Linked DNA regions of Oryzias latipes: region 1 is linked to region 2. A link is a contact called in public Hi-C data. All regions are on one chromosome and are shown on one strand. Each heading gives the region's core, a stretch centred on a gene start, on an enhancer-like site or on the middle of the called end of the contact. The rest is flanking DNA. Distances are from core to core; before and after follow the strand shown. Region 1 holds the start of LOC101171448 (histone-lysine N-methyltransferase 2C). Region 2 overlaps LOC101171448 (histone-lysine N-methyltransferase 2C).

Region 1 (3,117 bases), core at 153-2,652, 34 kb after region 2:
CTACACAGAAGACACTGATCTTCCTAATGCACCTGGAGGAAGCCGGTACTTCGAGATGTCATCTTCACAGCCTCTAATGCGAAAACTGTCACAGTATGAATGATCCACAACACAAAAGATCCACAAATGTAACACAGGAAGTTTTGACTGTTCAGAAGACACATTTCTAACTCTAATTTAACTTCTTAAATTTGAAGTTCTAACCCAGAAGAATTTTGGTCTCCTTTGTCAAATAAACCTACTCTCACCCATGATATATGACATCATCAACTGAGGAAGACCTTTGCTTCATGGAGCTCATCCTGGATCCACACACGAGCCAAAAACTATGTTGGAACATCAGAAACTAATCCTGAAGTGATCACATCTACACGACAGAGAACACCTGGACGACTCCTGGTGCACTGACCAGCTGAGCAAACTTTTAAGATCTAACCCTCATGGGGTTTGCCCTACTACCCCACATCAACTCCACTTCCTAACATCTCCACCACCTGACCAAAGAGATGTTGTTCCTGTACAACTAGCACATTAAACACCTCCATGAGTGACAGATGCTCCCAGCAGATCCTGTACTCCGGACAAGACTTAACTGACCCAGGTGAAACTGGACCAGGAGCTCACTTACTTGTCCAACAAATGAAGAACTAGGTCCTTAGCAGAACCCCTTCAGATAAAAAATTAGCTAGAACCTTCCGGGACCCCGCAGAACCTGTGACAACTGCTAGCGTAGCGTACTTGGTCTGCGTTAGTTGAACTCCAGACCATCGATGCCCCAGGACCGGTTCGGTGACAGCAGAACCTGCCAAAGCGGCCGGAAGCAGCTTTCGGTAAGCGCGCACGCGCTGCTTCACGCCATGAATTACAGTCACGCACGCGGACACGGTAACTAGCTTTTAGCCGTTAGCTTCCTCGCGCCTCTACAGCTGCTAGCGTTAGCTGTTAGCGCACCGACCTCCGTAGGGCCTCGGGGGAGCGGCAATAGCCACCGAGCTTGGCCGTGGGTTCGAGGGAAGAGTGGTCCTTACTGTTCTGACGCGGTTTTCTTCTTCGTCTGCAGCTTTCCGACCAGTCAGAACCGCGAGCTTCTCCCACAGAAAACCTCAGTTTCGTGGGTTTGCCGGCGCCATGCGCTCCGTGGAAGCATGCCCGTGGGTCGCTGCTGATAAAAACAGAATTTCTGCGCGTTAAAACGTCTGAAAATCAAAGTTGGAGCGGCCGCTCCGTCATGGAGGCCATGTTTGGGAGCGACCGAAGCACCGCCTGTCAGCGGCAGCAGGGGAAGTAGGTCCTAGAGAACCAGAGCTTTCGCCTTCACCGAAGCAAACCGAACCTCACGACAAGACAGACACAATATTCAGTCAGCCGAGGCCTGGATTTCGGTCACTCAGTGGTGCCGATTTAGTATCGGTCTGTATGCTGTTGTGTGTTGTGTAAAAAGTATGTGTGTGACCCCGCGGAGGGATCTAATGGAGGGCTGCTCCGGTGAAGCGGCTTGTGTCATCAGACCCGAAAAACCCGGAGCGGATCACGCCTGATCGGAACAGGAACGACGCACGTGCAAAAACGCAGATAAACAACGTGTACTTCCTTTCGCAGCCCGCCTTCAATAAAATAAAATAAAAAAATCACAAAACTAATTCACGAGTTTTAGAGCAGAGAACACGACCAGAACCAGACCCGAACATTCCCCACAAGGAAAAGCAACATTGATCAGAATTTAACTAAACATTAAAGTCACCCAAATTTAAAATATAAATATTCATAGAAATTAATCAACTGTTTTCTGTAGGCCTAAAACCAGGTCATCATTGTAAATGAGAAAACTGTTCTCAACTGATACTCCTGGTAAAATAAAAATTAAACTAAATCAAATTTAAATAAGCCATATGAAAAAGAAAGGAAACCAGATAATCCAGCATTAAACATGTTTTTACATCTATGACAAAATGTATTTTTAAGCATTTTGATGTACACTTTTACAGTCTTCTACATTCTGGGTGGTTCCTATCTACATGTTATGGGACATGGATCCATATCCATGCAGAAGCACCAAAGCTCACATGCTTATGTAGGGTTCAGATGTTCCTCAGTAACCCAGAATATGGAGCCTAAACAGTCTCCAGAACAAAATCCTGAATGAGTGATGTGTTTAATCTTCTGTATTGTTTGGAGCATGCACTTTTGGTTTACCTCTTCTAGAGCAGTGCTTTATTTTTTGTTTTTTTATTTTGTTATTGTGGTTTGAAGTGCTGCAGATAAAGTCAATTTCTTCTTGGTGGACAACTTCTCCCTCCTCTGGGCCCCCACATTCATGACATTGACATTTGTGCTTAAGATCTAATGTCCAAAACAACATCTGTCCAAAACTAAAAGTCCTACCTTAATGGGTAAATAACAAAAACTAAAAAGTCCCAAATATTGGACTCTGGTCTTCAGTAGTTCTTATAATAATAGGCATTTTATTCATTAAAGTGAACCCTTCTCTCCCCAAGATTATAAGAGCTAGTATGAATTTATTTCTATAGAATTATGGAATCTTGAAAGAGATTTAGATCAATGTGATTAAACGGGATTCTATCCAAATGACTTGAGATATCTTCTCTTTTCAATGTTCTAAAAAATACAGTAAGGTCTAAACTTGGGGGTCAGTGGCTTTTATTTAGTTATTTGTAGGAGTGGCTCACTAGGCATTTGAAAACAATTTTATTCACAACACCCTTGAAAGGAGCATTTATAACCAGTATTAGCTTCTCTTTTTCACTAAAGATTTCCTTTCTATTTAACCTCCCAGACTGTGGAACGGTTGACCCTTTACACAGCATGAACACAAGAGACCAGAACTGTTTTACAGTGCAGGGTATGTGGTGCAATTCTTTTTTTATTCATTTTTTATTAAAGAGTGCTGCTTATATACTTGTAAAACAACTGAAGACAGATTTGCTTGTTTTGTGGGAGAAAGTTTATTGTGAACTGCCACTTACATTGAAAACAACAAATACATCCACTTCACAGAGGGATATCAGATTTTATTAGAAAGTTTTTCATTGAAACGACAGAAAAATTTAGAACTTCTTCAGAAAAAAATAACTTCAGATAAACTGGACTCCAGCATCG
Region 2 (3,059 bases), core at 442-2,941:
TGGTGATGGAGGGTGGGGAGACAACAGAAGAACATCAGAACATTTCTCAGACAGGAGTTTTAAACAAATATTTAAAGAGGTCCACTTGAAAAACATTTCCTGAAGTTAAGGTCCGGAAGAAAAAAAATGATGTCTAAATATTCAGTGTAATATATTTTTAGGTAGGAACAGGAACACTACCAGGACAATAGCAGGCATCACCAAGAAAACCAGATGAAAGGAGGCTCCACGAGCCCTCAAAGCTTCTTCAAAACAGAATGTCCATATGAGCAAACGTTTGAAGTTTTTCATTCTATCAGGATTGCATTTCAAAACTGGAAATTCCAGCTTAATTCAGCTGTTTAGTAGGAAACATTCCTGTGTCCCTTTTACAAGTTTCCTCACATCAGAAACTTTAATTGATTGAATTTTCCCTTACTGTCAAAGTGGATGCTAACAACAGGACGCTAACTTCAGCTGCGTCCAACTTTAAAGGTGTGATGGATAAATAAAGCAAAATAAGATCATGTAACTGTTGTAATACTGGTTTTCTCTAAAAAATAATATAAACATGAATCTGCATATGTCTGCATCTTTATTCTTGTGCTATTATCCGAGACCTTAGAGAGTCAGTCGCCGCATATTATGCAGAGCGACCAGGTACGTGGAAACAACTGTCTCCAGAAATTCTTACGTCAAGGAAGACTCCTGGTTTTGTCTGTAAACAGCCGCTTTACGTTTCTTTGAAGTCGCAGGCTCTTATTCAGTTTCCTCACTGGCTCTTTTCTCCCTAAAGAAACTTTCCAAAGACTATTTGTTTGGCTTTTGTTAAACTTTTGCTTTGGGCTTCTAACTTTGCGTTTTATGTCACGTGACGCAACAAGACAGGCGGATGCGGTGAACAGAATCCGGTGGTTTTCCTAAATGAAACTTCCTTCTGAATAAAAAAACAAACCAAAAAAAGCAGCGTATGCCTTTTTTTTCTTGTCTGCGGTGCGGTACTGGCTTGCGGCCTGGAGGTTGGGGAACCCTGATTTAATGGGAACAGGCAGCACATCAAAAACAGCAAGTTGGGGACACCCAAAACGTCAAAAAGTGAGGCGGAGGGAGTCCCGAAAATACATCCATGACCAGTTGGGAGTGAGAATGTGTTTGTTGCAACGACAACAAGAGCTGCACCATTTAAAAGCTGGGCGCCCATCGTATTAGTTTTGAGTCGAGACCAGATCCAGGTCTGGGTCCGGATCCGGACCGCTAGTTAGTGACCCCTGCTTTAGGAGCTTCTAGATGACCATGTTTCTTCCTCAGAGGGCCTCCTACCTGTCTGAGCTTCTCCTCCGAGTCTGCAAGCACACTCATTGGTCCATCTAAAGAAGGAGCAGCTGACATCATATTGGCTGTTTTTGACTCAGTCTGGGAGGAGCCTCTAGTCATGTGACCCTGCTCAAAGGGGTCCTGACCGGGGTTTAGGCTGGCCTCATCGGGGTTGCCCAGGTGCTTTGGGGTCCTTGGAAAGGAGTCCGGCTGTTTTCCAGGAGAACGCTGTGAAGGGCAAGAGGAGTGGCTGTAAAGATGACGGTCTCCAGCAGTGGCATCAGATTGGGAGCGCTCTCTTACCTGGTGGGGGGTCGGTGTGAAGGCCCCTGGCTCTGTAGACAGTCCAAGAGTCAGGGGGGAAGTACCACAGGCTCCATGCTGGGGAAGAAAACTCTCCCCTGCAGTCTGGCTGAAGGACTCCTGGCTCTTATGGGAGCAAGGTGTGGAGGGCTGCTGTGTGTACGGTTCAGTGGGGGGCCGTGGCGTCCCCACGGGCTGGCAGTAGGGGTCAGAACTGCGCTGGTTTACTGGAGAACGGGGAATGCGGTCTGAAGGGCGGGGAGTCCCAGGGTTGGAGGCGTAGGGTTCTAGAGGTGGGTGTGAGGGAGACGGGCGTTGGGTGGCTGGCTGCTGATTATAGTGGTCCAGTCTTAGTGCAGGGGGGGTGGTGAGGTAGGAGGGGTCAGAGTGAGAACGCGGTGTCCCAGGGGTCTGGGGGTTGCTGTAGGGATCTGGCGAGGGCCGGGAGCTCAGAGGAGACTGTTGGGAGAAGGGATCGCTACAGTCCGGGCGGGGGGTTCCAGGTGCCTGAGAATATGGGCTACGGTGGGGGGAGCCCAGTCCTGAGAGGGGGCTGGAGGGGAAGGAGAGGTCCTGCTGGGGCTGTGCAAGAGAGTAACCCAGATCTGCAGGTCGGGAAGGGTCCCTCCTTCCTCCTGCTGTGCTGCCCAACACCTCCTGCTGAAGCTGCAGCTGGGGGGGCATGGGGGCTTTGAAGACATCCCCACGTGTGTTCGTCCTCTGGTGGGTGTCCAAAGTTCTGATCCCAGAGGAGGGGCTTAACATACCGGACCTGCTCTGCTGCAGACCTGTAAGGAGGATGAGACAAGAGGAGTTACCAAGAGAAGAGGGAGGGTCTAGAAAGGAAAAAGCAACCGGTGGAGATACCTGTCTGAGGGCCAGGGACCCGGGGGGCATCTTTGGAGTCAGGGGACGGGATAGGAGAGTTCATGGCATCATGTGATGGGGAGGAGGTGAGGGAATTTCCCCGTTGCTGGAGCTGAGGGGTTGGAGCTGTTTGGGGGCGAGGGGTCCCTGGTACTTTACTATAGGGATCCCAAGGCGAAGAGGGGCGTGAAGATGGCGGAGAGAACATTTGAGGGGAGGAAGGGGGCTGATGAAGAGGAGAGGAGGCATGTGGTGAATGAGGGAGCGAGGACAGCCCTGATGGAGCGGGGGCTTGTGGACGGAGGAAGACATCATCTGCTGGAGCAGACCCCCCCTGAAGGTTGGGGTGCTGCCTGCCTCCTGGTGGTAAATGAAGGGGGGAGGTGCTGTCTCCAGAACCAGATTGATGGGTGTGGTCCAATAAGCTGCAAGACTCTGGCGACAGACAGTCGGGGCGCCGCTGGCTGCTGAGGAGCTGCTGCTGCTGTCGCTGCTCGTTCTTCACCTGCTCCAGTTTCTGTGTCGCCTCCATCTTTGCCAGCTGTTTGCTCTTCTGACGCATTTGCTGAGGAACATAATATGACATATGAAGAGAC

The links. Hi-C and Micro-C count contacts between places; a contact is called where the count stands out from the background.
Region 1: a contact with region 2 is called in a Hi-C map of gastrula embryo, with 1.6 times the contacts expected there. The contact joins the promoter of LOC101171448 here to the enhancer-like site in region 2. A contact is called at or near these places in 2 of 5 Hi-C or Micro-C datasets (embryo and gastrula embryo).

The regions. Positions count from the first base shown.
Region 1 is chr20:4,920,619-4,923,735 of ASM223467v1, forward strand. LOC101171448 (histone-lysine N-methyltransferase 2C) reads right to left here and starts at 1,403. Exons shown (of 75, transcript XM_023950188.1): 1 at 1,029-1,403. xrcc2 (DNA repair protein XRCC2) reads right to left here. Exons shown (of 6, transcript XM_023950347.1): 6 at 2,945-3,117. The coding sequence ends at 3,093.
Region 2 is chr20:4,886,755-4,889,813 of ASM223467v1, forward strand. LOC101171448 (histone-lysine N-methyltransferase 2C) reads right to left here. Exons shown (of 75, transcript XM_023950188.1): 37 at 2,464-3,028; 38 at 1,597-2,384; 39 at 1,300-1,521. Among protein-coding and RNA genes, the nearest start is that of LOC101171448, 34 kb to the right of the region's middle. Within about 2 kb of position 1,692, at least 1 of the 8 cell types and tissues checked has an H3K27ac peak or open chromatin away from gene starts, as enhancers often do. A contact at or near this core is called in gastrula embryo, where this site is marked.